Linked DNA regions of Oncorhynchus mykiss: region 1 is linked to region 2. The links are chromatin contacts, called in public Hi-C maps. All regions are on one chromosome and are shown on one strand. The core of a region is the stretch at or near the end of the contact, and the rest is flanking DNA. Distances in the headings are between cores, read along the strand shown.

The links. A called contact is a pair of places that touch in the nucleus more often than the background predicts.
Region 1: a Hi-C map of liver shows a contact between it and region 2, with 1.9 times the contacts expected there. The contact joins the promoter of romo1 here to the promoter of osgn1 in region 2. A contact is called at or near these places in 2 of 3 Hi-C or Micro-C datasets (blood and liver).

What each region holds. Positions count from the first base shown.
Region 1 is chr17:38,672,110-38,679,166 of USDA_OmykA_1.1, forward strand. It overlaps romo1 (reactive oxygen species modulator 1), which reads left to right and starts at 3,955. Exons shown (of 3, transcript NM_001160686.2): 1 at 3,955-3,967; 2 at 4,351-4,481; 3 at 4,695-5,372. The coding sequence starts at 4,351. The coding sequence ends at 4,803. It overlaps ergic3 (endoplasmic reticulum-Golgi intermediate compartment protein 3), which reads right to left. Exons shown (of 14, transcript XM_021568421.2): 8 at 5,682-5,696; 9 at 5,155-5,186; 10 at 4,979-5,075; 11 at 1,594-1,658; 12 at 1,209-1,345.
Region 2 is chr17:38,385,640-38,392,224 of USDA_OmykA_1.1, forward strand. osgn1 (oxidative stress induced growth inhibitor 1) reads left to right here and starts at 4,494. Exons shown (of 6, transcript XM_036949854.1): 1 at 4,494-4,538.

The sequences.
Region 1 (7,057 bases), core at 2,705-5,204, 290 kb after region 2:
ATTTAGTTTTTTTTGTGTGTTATTTCTTAAAATGCTACCCCAGAAAATCTTAGGTTTTATTACATACAGTCGGGAGGAACTATTGGATATAAGAGCAATGTCAACTCACCAACATTACGACCAGGAATACGACTTTCCCGAAAGTGGACCCTCTGTTTGGCCGACCACCCAGGACAATTGATCGGATCCCAGCCGGCGACCCAAAACAACGATGCCGTAGAAGGGGCAGACGGAGCGGTCTTCTGGTCAGGCTCCATCGCGCACTGCCCCCGAGCATACTACTCGCCAATGTCCAGTCTCTTGACAACAAGGTAGACGAAATCCGAACAAGAGTTGCCTTCCAGAGAGACATCAGAGATTGTAACGTTCTTTGTTTCATGGAAACATGGCTCACTCGAGACATGCTATTTGAGTCAGTACAGCCACTTGGTTTCTTCACGCATCGCGCCGACAGAAACAAGCAACTCTCTGGTAAGGAGAAGGGCGGGGGTGTCTGCCTTATGATTAACGAGACGTGGTGCAATCATAACAACATACAGGAACTGAAGTCCTTTTGTTCACCTGACTTAGAATTCCTCACAATGCCGACCGCATTATCTACCAAGAGAATTCTATTCGCTCATAATCACAGTTGTGTATATTCCCCCCAAGCAGACACATCGACGGCGCTGAAAGGACTTAATTCGACTCTATGTAAACAACATATCCTGAGGCTACATTTATTGTAGCTGGGGATTTTAACAAGGCTAATCTGAAAACAAGGCTCCCCAAATTCTATCAGCATATTGATTGTGCTACCAGGGCTGGCAAAACCCTAGATCACTGTTATTCTAACTTCCATGACACATATAAAGCCCTCCCTTTGGAAAAGCTGACCACGACTCCATTTTGTTGCTCCCAGCCTATAGACAGAATCTAAAACAGGAAGCACCTGCGCTCAGGTCTGTCCAACGTTGGTCCGACCAATCGGATTCCATGCTTCAAGATTGCTTCGATCACGTGGACTGGGACATGTTCCGCATAACGTCGAACAACTTCACATTATTAAAATAAAGTGGTGATCCTAACTGACTTAAGACAGGGAATTTTTAAGAGGATTAAATGTCAAGAATTGTGAAAAACTGAGTTTAAATGTATTTGGCTAAGGTGTATGTAGACTTCTGACTTCAACTGTATATGGATTTTCAATTTTGTTTTAAGCTACCTACCGCTGTTTCTCTGTGAATTTCACCATCATGGGGGAGAGTTCATATAATACAAACACCCCAGGTAGGCCCTGGTCTCCGATCAGCCCGTTGGCTACTTTCTCATGTCGGGTCACAGAGAATTGGTTTGTTTTAACCACCTGTAAGACACAAGCAATACAAAAGCCTTCCATGTTTGTCCATTAAGCCTAAGTACCTTTCTTAGCATGCATAAACAGTCATGCACAGGGAAATATACAACAATTCAATAATGAATTCCCTTAATTTATTTTATAGCTATATCACATTTAAATTAACTCCATCAAATAGCTACAATTTGTTGGTACGGTCAATAACTACCCACCCGAGTTCATTTCACAGCTGTCATGTCTAATGTATACTCACTCACCTCTCCATCCCATTTCACGTAGATGGTTGGGACAATTTTCACAAAGTACTGATACATCATGGATGCTGGAATAAAACAAGTGATTGTTTTGTAATGTGTAGCAGCAGAGCCCATGTAGTCTGCAGAAATGCAACATTTCACTCATGAACGCAGGGTAGTGCTATAGATTGACACCACATAATTAGCAGGCTACACACCGATGAGCATTCTGAGTCTTTTTGGTGAGCAGGATCTTTTTGCGCTGTTCACCTAAAAGAGCCATTCACTTGGCTCACAAACAACTCTTCATTCAGTGCTTAAACATTTATGAAAATAAAATGTACATATTTCTAATGTAAAGCCTAAAATGTTGCCTACCATTATCTCAGATCGTGAAATGCGAGTTCAAATAAAAATGTTACATGACAAAATTACATTCACATCAACGGGGCTGTAGTGGAGCGAGTCGAGAGCTTCAAGTTCCTTAGTGTCCACATCACCACCAAACTACCATGTTCCAAATACACCAAGAGAGTCGTGAAGAGGGCACGACAATGTCTTTTCCCACTCAGGAGACCAGGTCCTCAACAAGTTCTACAGCTGCACCATCAAGAGCATACTGGTTGCATCACCGCCTGGTATGTCAACTGCTTGGCATACGACCACAAGGCTGCTACAGAGGGTAGTGTGTACGGCCCAGTACATCACTGGGGCCAAGCCTCCTGCCATCCAGGACCTCTACTAGCAGTGTCAGAGATAGGCCCCCAAAATGGGCAAAGACTACAGTCACTCAAGTCATAGACTGTTCTCTCTGCTACAGCACAGCAAGCTGTAGGGGAGCACCAAGTCTAGGTCCAAAAGGCTCATTAACAGATGTAGGACAATAAGACTGAACAATTAATCAAATGGCCACCCGGACTATTTGCATTGACCCCCCCCCCCCTTGTTTTTACACTGCTGCTGCTTGCTAAATATTTTCTTAAAACGGCATTGTTGGTTAAGGGCTTGTAAGTAAACATTTCACGGTAAGGACTACTGTTGTATTCGGCGCATGTGACAAATACATTTTGATTTACAAAAAAAAAAACATTACAAAAAAATCAGTCAAGAATTACCATCTTCAGAGAATGTTAGTATAACTTATCAGATAATCGATGCCTGGGGCTCAAATTTTCAGTATATCCTTTCACAGATGTGATTCGGTTCTCGACGTTCACAAAATGATCATTTCTATCAAGTGACCGGAAGTTCTTTTTTTTTTACTGACTGATCTTTTCAACTCGCCCAGTCAGAAGAACGAATCTGTTGACTAACTTCGTTCATTTGAGTCAGTAAAGCCCAGAGCACGGTGGACCCCTACCGTCGAACGATGAACACATTCTCTCTCTCTTCCACCCCCCCCCCCTCCCCTGACTGATTTTTTTGTAATGTTTTTTTTTTTTGTAAATCGAAATGTATTCGTCACATGCGCCGAATACAACAGTAGTTTTTTTTTTTACTGACTGACCCCTACCGTCGAACGATGAACACATTCTCTCTCTCTTCCACCCCCCCCTCCCCTGACTGTTTTTTTTGTAATGTTTTTTTTTTTTTGTAAATCGAAATGTATTCGTCACATGCGCCGAATACAACAGTAGTTTTTTTTTTTACTGACTGATCCCTACCGTCGAACGATGAACACATTATTCCCCCCCCCCCCCCCCCCCACTTGTAGAAGCGTGCTTTAAACAAATTTACATTTGTTGAATGCTAAGCTTACAAATACGACTATTTATTGGTACATTTGAAACGGAGATCTAGTTTGGCCGCAAAAGGACTAGATCGTGAACGACTCTTGGCGAAATGCATTGCTTGACTGCCGTGAGTGTGATTCATTCGCGAAACACAAACGATTCGTTCTCGAGTTTGTTGAGCAGAGTCTGTATGTTATGGTTCTTCAAAGCTGTGTCCATCATAACATTCAATAGTCAATTGCATTCATTTTTGCACCATGCTATCAACTATCTATTCCAGGTCGCAGTTGTAAATAAGAACTTGTTCTCAACTAGCCTACCTGGATAAATAAAGGTGAAAAACATTTTACAAAATCTGTTCACTATGCTGCCTGCAGCATTATCTATTTTTCCTGCGCACATATGACAGAGTTGTTGGTCGGAACGCGCTTGAATCCTGCTGTAGAATTCATTGCAGCTAGCAGGTCAAAGGATCGACTAAAATGAACGACTCACTCAGAAAAACGAATCGTTCACGAACTGATCTTTGTCTCCACTGCGTTGGTTTCGCAATCCTCTCAAGTAATGGCCGCCTGTTAGTACAGCATTCCAAACTACCTAGTCTCATCGAAAAGGGGTTTCTTCTCTAGTGACCGATAACTCACATTACGCAATAAACCAAGGTAAGTGCTGCTTAGAGCGAATAATAGTGATGATAGTTAACGCCCGACTATTATATTGTTCTATCTTTTCAAATGTCTTCAAGGCCTGACCTAGGTGACATGCAAACCAGTTAGCCAGCCAAAACGCAGCTAGCTAGCTGGGTAAACAGAAGCTCGAGATAAAGGGTGGACAACGTTCGTGACATTAGCTACATATCAATCTGTTTTCGGTGGCAAATAACGTTGATAGCTTAGCTAGCTAACTCCGCTATCTTAACTTACCGTTTAAGCTTAGCCACTGGTGTAGTCTTACGACGTAGCAAGCTAGCTACAAACGCCTAGCTAGCGCAACTGATTCATAAACCTGCCATGTATTTTGATGGTTGTACTTTCTTTCAATACAGATGCCAGTGGCAGTAGGACCGTATGGCCAGCAACAGCCAGCCTGCATTGACAGAATTAAAATGGGATTCATGATGGGCTTCGCTGTTGGGATGGCAGCTGGTGCCATGTTTGGAACCTTTTCCTGTCTAAGGTTAGTTAAGTTAACCCAACGTCTAGCTATCTACCTATTACAAGTAAGCCTACACTGAAATGCAATACACTTTGTAAGAATGCAATAGTGTGTTTGGGCATCATTTCTTTACATGTTTTTGTTGCAGGCATCCACACTGCATATTGTGGTTTGTTCAATAGAACTCGATTGTTTTGAAATTTTGTTCAAATGCTGTATTTTTTCTTCCCTCAGGGTTGGCATGAGAGGCAGAGAGCTGATGGGAGGAGTTGGGAAGACGATGATGCAGAGTGGAGGCACATTTGGTACATTTATGTCCATTGGGATGGGCATCCGCTGCTGAGACCACCTACCATACTTACTGAAAATTACATAGTGGGACTTTTGTCATAACTCATTCCCATGTCACACTTTGTCCCAGAACGATGGAGAAATTATGTCAATAAATGCTGTGATTTCAATTGCTGGTAGTAGGCCAAATGTTTGGTGTGGGGCTTTTGATAAATGGGATGACTAACCTTGTGGTGCTGCAACATTGGTACCATCCAAAGGATTGACGATACCAGGGTAGTCTCTCCCAAAGGACAGATGCTTGATAAAGTGAGTCATGTTGATCTGTAGGACAACACAAATAAGTGCTCACGTGTATGGAGAACATTGCCTGGGCAAGACAAGATTTGTCAAATGTACTTACGTTGTCTAGTCCAAAACTCTGCAGATCATGAACTGAAAATAATTTGAGACAAGATGTTAGTAATGCTGTGATAGCATCATCAGTTATGTTCTGGCAGTTATGAGGGCTTACTACTCAATCTACGACTCTCCCATTACAAGTTATAATTGTTGAGCCCTCCGAAATGTGATCTAGATTACTGCTTGTACCACCTCCAATAAAGATCAAACCAACAATCACACGCTGGTTATTCAAAAGGACTGTTTTAAACCACAAGTTAGAAGCAGCTTTGGTTGTCTTCGCTAGGCTTTAATTTAATAACAGGGTCAATTCTGACTGACAACCTCTTCATAAACAAAGTTTGATATTTGACTGGATCAATTTAGAAGGGAGGGATGTGGCCTGAGTGCCAGTCTGTTTGTGCTCTTACGCCAACTCATTGTCATGACAAGGACAGCAAGGGAATAGAGGAGCACAAACAGATCTGGGACCAGGGTAAGGGGGGGACGTTTACTACAAAAATAAAAGCTACAAAAAGATGGACTTACTTTCCACAGCGTGCACTGCAGAAAGAAGAGAGAAGAGTCACTATATGACGCATGTTGGGCTACATAGAAAAAGAGGCTGGCCAAAGGCAATATGCCTCTGAAGGGGGTTCATCACATCTGGTATTTCATATATGGCCAAATTCTTTTCAAAAAGGGATTCTTGTCTCTTATTTCTGCCTTTAAGCAGACATGGACAGTAGTACTAGTCTAGCAAATAAAATCAGCATTGAGCTGGTGAATCCTTCTGCTCTATACTTTCTGTACATTGTGTTGATGACAAAAGAAACCTTTCAATGCTTCCAAGCAAGTTTATAGCGAGTATAGTACTTTGGGCCTACAACTTCATCTGGTTATGTACCATGCTACTCTATCAGCAATTCTTGAGAAATTAGTTATTAGGGTAAATGAAATTACAACAGTGCCTCAATGACAAATATGCCTGTATTGTCACACAGTTACAAAGGTTACATCAGTAAGAATTTTTATAGTAACGACTTCTGCTCTTATGCCCGCTTCCACAGTTGGAGTGCAATTGTCAACTTCTGTCAAGCCGAGTAACATGATTTAATTTGTAAAATCCATTGCAATAAATGTTTTGCGATCAGTATGCCAAACAAATTAATACATTTCACATTCATATTTATCCAGAGTGTAAGTGTCAATGCAAAATAACTTGATTAGTAAGTTAGTGTTATCAGTAGGCAACAATGATAAAGCAAGTGAGTCAATTATCCATTTACAGTCAAAACGTTACGTTTATATGTAGAAAAAAAGAGCTACTTAGTTTGACACATTTTCACCTCTGCCATAAAGATCAGATGTTTTCATGAGAAAAAAAAGAGCTACAATTAATTACTGAGATTGCAGCGGATCCTATTAGGAAAGAACGGAAGAAGTCTAGCATAAGACAACGAAAGGAATGATGAAAAAGAAAAACATGCACCATTTACAAAAGGATTTACGAGTGTTTTACTGGAAAGATTAGTTATGGATGCACTAGAAATGCCTACTGGCATAGTGACTTGCAAGTGAACTTACCGGTTAACATTGGTCTTTCCTTGCTATCCTCTGAGAATGTGCTAGGGGCAAACTACACTACAAAAGGGTCTGTACCTGGTCTGAGACAGACTGTTTTAATAAATCACAAGGTGTTTCTGGTAGCAAGTAAGCAATTTTTGATTTCCAACCCAAATCAGTCTGCTACCCGTTTGTCTTTGTGCAATTCAGAGGATTGACTTTCTGTCATGGGTATTGATGGAAAACAGAATTCTTACTTAATTGATAATTGATATAAGACCAGGGGACCAACCCATTTCGACCGGGGTTGCATTTACATAGGCAGCCCAATTCAGATCAGTATGAATGCACAAATCTGA
Region 2 (6,585 bases), core at 3,244-5,743:
TGATGGATGCTGTAGAAGAGAGGAATAATGTTGTGGGAGAGACAAAAAGTGAGTAAAAAACACCCTAAATATGTTTAGAACGACAAATGAGCAAGCTGCAGAGAGTAGCACACACAGGGAATAAAAACCAGATATTTGGGCCCATACTCCTCCTTCAGCACTTTATGGACACCATTGTTAATCCCCGTCATAACAGAGGCATTGTCAGTCCCTATCCCCAGGAGTTTCTCTTTTTTAAGACAAAACTTCTCGAGGAAAGCCACAACAGCACAGGCTATAGATTTAGTATTGCCTCCCTCCAACTCAACAAGCCCCAGAAATGTTGATACAATTGTCTGCTTGGTGTCACTAAAGTACCTTATCACAACCCCCAGGTACATAGAAACACTTACATCCGTGGACTCATCGAGGAGGAGGCTGAAACGCTGGTCACCCACATCTGCGACCAACTTTTTCAGAAAGTATGGTGCTAGGACACCATTAATCATTTCTGTGCACTTTGTCCTGTGCATTTTGAAGTGGGTAGCAGCAGTGGAGTTTGAGAAAGCAGCTCTACATGCTTCTCCAATGTGATCACATGCTAGCATGGAAGGAACAGTGTTGTTCAGCGATAGCTCATTTTTTACCATGAATGGCAGCTTGTTTTGGGTGGAACTGTTACAAGGCTTTGCCTTTTGAGTATGTTTTTAGTTGTCATGTGTTTTTTTACATCACTAAGTTTGGCGTAGAAAACAGGCAGCATGAACGGCTTCACCCAGCCTTTGAATTCAGGGTTTGATTCCCACTCCTTTCTGTATTTTTGAGTGTACAGTTTAGACTGAGACATGATGAGCTAGCCAGCTAGATGTTTAGCTTATGTCACAGAGAGGCACACACACAGTGGACAAGGTGAGTAAGTGACTGAGGCTGTGTGTGTCAAATGCAGTGATTTATTTTTGTGTAGTGATTTATTTTAGACAAAGAACATTTTACATTTACATCCCGCCAGTGGCGGCTTCCCGCATGCATGATTAATTTGCAGTCTGGACATGGAGGGGTGAACATCTCCTGCTCTGACTGCAGCTGTGAGGGACTGCTGCGCGAGGACTGGGCCGCCTGTGAGTGCTTTGGGACAGGGGTGGGGCCCACGGCAGCACCCGCTGCTCGTTGAGAAGAGCAAGAACGATATGTGCTTTCACGTCAGAGTCTACAAAAGCCTCCAATAGCACCAGAAAAAGTCGCTAGATTTGTCCCTAGTTGATGTTTTGAAAATGTGTCGCTAGAGGGGTCTGAATACTCGCTAAGGGAAAGCAGTGCTTGGCAGAAGGGAGCGAGGGACGCTATGGGGGGTGATTCATGCCAGAATTAAGCCTTGTGAAGCTGCTGACACTTCTCACCAAGTCACCTAATGTCTTCCTAGAGCCATAAAATACCATCATGAATTAACTTGGATTGTCAATGGAGACAAGTTTGTTTCTAAGGCATCAATCTCACACAAATCATCAAGAAACCTGTAATTGACAATTAACCTGTAAGTCTATGTCGTTGTTTTTTTTTTTATTGTTTATGTGTTCGCTATGCGGGGGGAAATGATAAGACAAGCGGAACTATGTGACTAAGAACTGTTGTAATGGGGATTATTATCGTAGCAACACACCTTTGGAGTGAAGGCAATCTGTGTTAGCTAAGTTTTCATGTCTTTGCGTGTTGTTCGCAAAGGTTGAAGTGTATATGTTAGGATGGTAACGTTATCATAATTAAGGCTGAAGCGTAAATTCATGCCAGGAATAATAAGTGTGAAGTTTTTGACATCCTCCCTTCTGTAATAAGCAGCCAATTAGGTATGTTTCCTTTATTCATGTGTTTAGTAATTATTTTCAAATAAACCAAATTTGCCTTAACACAGTAGGCCTAAATATTTCCTAACGATATCACTACTTAAATATAGCCTACTTACTCCTCAATTGGATCAAGTACATTTTGGTAATTATTTTCATCGTCTCTAAGGAAACTATCTAGGGCAGACACTCGCAAATCGCTTCTGCTGCTTGTAAAACATATAACGAATTAATGTCTGTGAAGCCGCCGAGCTCTCAAATACCGTGCCAGTCTCTCACTCTGTGAACGGTCACTGCTATCCGTATTCCTTGGGTCGTTCTTACCCTAAACTTAACCATTTTACATTTATACTTGTTTGAGGTAGGGACATCCCAAGGATCCTGAATAGCACCTAATTAACTCCTCTATATTCGACTGAAAGCCGTGGACACAACTCTTATTGGTTCGACTGAAAGCCGTGGACACAACCCTTATTGGTTCTCAAATGTAGGTTACTGGGAACTGGTTACATCACAGTCTGTGATTGGCCAACAACATTTAGATCTGTATGCAGCGAGAAAAGATAACATACCATGCCAGGAGGTGTTGAGGGAAAGACAGATTACCTATAGATTGGACATCATCCTTTCTAGGCCATTAGCGATAACAGGAAATACACAAGACGTAGGCTACACTGTAGTTCAAGGTGGCTACGTCGGAATGTCTGCTTGCACGGGAAACATTGTACGTTTCCAACACATATGGTTGAGATTTTATTAATATAAATATAAACTATGCACATTATGACTTTTATTAACATGCGACACAGGCGTCACGCAGACGTTAGTAAGGTGTTTGTATCATGTCATGTCAGTCAGACGTGCAATGCTAGGCAACAGCCACACGGTGGTACGGTTGCCTTGGCTTATATATGCCTCTTATCACCCCCCATAGGACACTGTCTAGTCGTGTCTACCAGTGTCCTAGATCGCGGCCCTCGCCTCCCACCTGTGTTATTGGTGCATTACCGCCACCTACTGTGCTGGAGTGCTCCTGCCTGTGTACCGGAGACCTAGCTTAAAAATCTACCAATAGAAGTATAAAGAGGGGTTCCTGCATGTGCAAGAATGCCTACATTTGTTATTTTTTTATCCTTTATTTATCCAGGTTAGGCTCGTTGAGATAAAATATATTTTTAAAGAGAGACCTGGTTCAACCAAGAAAGCAGCAGGGGAAACAATGTTTCAGTCATAGACACACCATAAACAACATTTAAACGTAAACACGCATACATTACAAATACAGAAACAGAAGCGTTTTTAGAAACTTATTGACTATATAAAAGTATTTGGAATGATTATAACAAGAAACACTCGCAAACAAACAAAGTACACAAGACACACAGGGCTCGTTCGACATTGTGTTTAAAGGCAAGTCGAAACTGACTGATCTACAAATCACCTTGCATCCTAAAAACTACTCAATATTATTCGTAGATCAGTCAGTCACAATTTACCCATGACTCATCCCGGTTTTGATGATCTTGAACACAGCCATGGGTTCAGCTACCTTCAATAGTGAGAGTTGCCGCGTTCACATGCTAGACTGAACTAGTAAACTCAAACATTTCCGACATGCTTGTAGTTCAACAAGTCAGCAAGTCGGAAATTTCAGAGTTTTCTAGTTCCAACTAGGATGTGAACGTGGTAAGTGGCCTCTGCAAGTGTGTGAACGCATGCAGGAAGGCATGCGAATTGCGGCCCCGAATTGTGGGTAGAAATCACACCGTTCTTCATTTGAGATCATTCCATTTGTCCTTGAGGGAAATCTCCATCCACCCTCGGCACCAGACCATTCAAAACAAACTTGCCCAGTTGCTTGCATGATGTTCAGTGCTATCTGTGATCCTTGGGACGTCCATACCCTAAACCCTAATCCCTAGCATTCAAGATGTAAATTTCAATGGGGTAGGGACGTCCCAAGGATCCCAGATAGCGCAGATTGCATCATCAAGGAGGAAGCCTATAGTAATTTCAAGCATTATCTTCAGATGACCATGACGAGAGAGGCAGGTTGAAGTGGCCAGAGTCAGAGTTGTGCAGGAAGTGTTGTATGTTGAGGCAGTGAAAAAAGTAGAGGATAATGGGTCAAGGGTGAGGGACCCTGAGAGGATCCCAGTGAGTAGATTTTTACCAGCACAGAGGGATAGGACAATGAGTGATTTATGTTTGAGTAAGGTTGGCTTCGTAGCAATGGTTATCAACTGTACTGCAGAAATGGAATGTAAACTCACAGAAAATATATGCTGTGGTGGAAGCTGCATAGAAGTATTTGGGTATACGAGATTTGAATTCAGAAGAACTACAGGGTGTGTTGAGGGATGGTGTCCCGTCATCCCAGTATGTTGACATGGTGCAGGAGCAGATAGGGTCAAAGTAGTGGAATGGGGGAGTGGGTTTTTAATGAGTATCGGTGGCAGTTGAAGAGAAGTACCTGGGTATACAATATTTGAATGCAAAATAGTTAATGGGGTGGTGATTTACATGTTTTATGAAATAGTGATATATAGGTGTAGGGTTAATTGGTGTAATTATTATTATTATTTAGGAACCGGAATAATTAAGATAATTTAATGTAGGTAGGCCGTGACTGGGCTCACACTTCAGTACAGTAGGTGGCGGTGTATGCACTTTAAAGTTGGATGCGATCCACCAACCCAATCCCAAAAGACGAAGAAGAAGGTGACCATGAGTGGCTGGTGAACACAACGCAAATAGGAATTATAAAATTAGTTCATGCTCTTCCTCCATCGCGGGTTACCGTAACATTGCAGCATTTTACACATGTCGGTGAAAGAGTCACATAACGAGAATTTGAGGCATATCTTTAGAGATTGCAGTCGGTTGAACCTGCCTGGGGAAGGAATCGAAGGTTTTCATCAAGGGTAGGCGTTTGATAACTAGCAACGTTTAAGGGATATCAACGGTAGCCTTGTCTTCATAGCTATCGGTAAGTGGAAACATTGTAGTCAATATTTCAACATTTTCGTTCTCCTTATTGGGCCCATTTAGCTTTTCTCCGACGTCTTCTAGGCTTGCTGATGTGTCTGTTGGTAAATAGCGAATTTGACGTGGTTTCAATGTGCCGGTTGCGGATGGAAACCGTAGACGGGAACCCAGCATTAAAGTAGAAATCTAAATCATTTAAACAAGGCTATCAGTCTAGACGTTTTGCGTTGAATTCAGGTTGTGTGTGTAACTTTAATCTATCGACAATTAGGCTACAGTCCAGTTAGAAGGCTACAGTCCAGTTAGAAGGCTGCGTCGGCTGCCGTCAGATGGTCCACTACGAGACTTACAATCGGGCTTGGTTGCGGGTACTGTGCAGGTCTCGCGTAGCGCATGGACGGAAATTATTGGCTATAATATAGGACCCATGATTCATTCGAACCTAGCGAGCTAATTTGACAAGCATTTTCAGCTAGCATGGCGAATATTGACATGTATTACATTTATGTTTAACATGGCACATTATTTATAACCATAGCGCATTGAGTCGTTCGCAGTTATATCATAACCTCATGTGGTGCTCTGGCAGGATTACATCATTGGTACAGTGAAACAAAGACCGGCAGATGGCGGGATTGAGTCGTTTAATTTTACCGTCCAAAGGGACTCTGTTTATGCAAGGCAAACCTGTTCCTAGATGTGTTCTAAGACGAAATCAACAGTACAAAACCAATGATGAAATCAACTGGGGGAAGAAAAAAAAAAATGTTTTAAGCAATTGATCTTGTCATCATGACTATGAACTTTTAAACTAACACCACCAGTCTGAGGTAAAAAAAAAAAAAAAAAGTAATTCCCCTCAATTGTATGTGGTCCAAAACTTCTGCATGTGTAATGTAGTAACACATATTGTCCACATTATGGAAAGTAGCATAATAATCATGAATTAGATATGGCAAAATAATTATATCTTAATTTAGGATGATAGTAAATGAAGCAAACTCCCAAGATTTTTTCAATAATCACATTTTCTCTCTAGTTTAAACATTTCGTTACCTTCTTTATGAAACACCATTTTCCACTGCCATGCTATGGTGGCTAATGCTAATTCCTGACATTGAGTACAGCATTCAGACAAAAGGTAAACAGGCTACTGCAACCTGATTGGCTGTACGTAATACGCAACATCCGGAACTAGCATTAGCCACTCTAGGATGGTGGTGGAAAATGGTGTTTCATAAAGAATGCATATTTCACCTGCTTTTTTTCCGCCTTCTCTCCATTAAATCGAGTTAAGGAGGAAAACTTTGCCTTTCCAGACTGAATATTTTATGTTTCGAACCGGTCCATGGGGGATACGAGTGTCTAGCGGGCTTCGTACAGTCCCTTTAGACGTTAAGATGAAACGACCCAACATCGGCATCTGCCGGCCTTTGGGCTACCCCAGGCCTATCATACTAGGCGTAGAAAAAAGGCTGTGGGCGGAGAAAAAGTTTACTGTAAAGTTGACTTGTTTGGTTATGACTGCTTTCTTGAACAATATTTTATAGACAATCGTCTGCCAAGTTTATTTAACCACGAAAATACTCTTTAGTTGAAACGTTTACAGGAGAGGTGCAGTTTGACAAATTGAGCTATTAGTTGTCCCATTTCAGACAAGTAAGCCTTCGCCCCCAGCATGACCTACCTTGACAAAATATGTAGCTGTAACGACTGCAAATGTATGCAGGCTTTGATCACTGACATGTCATTCACGGACAAGTACAGACTGACACATGTA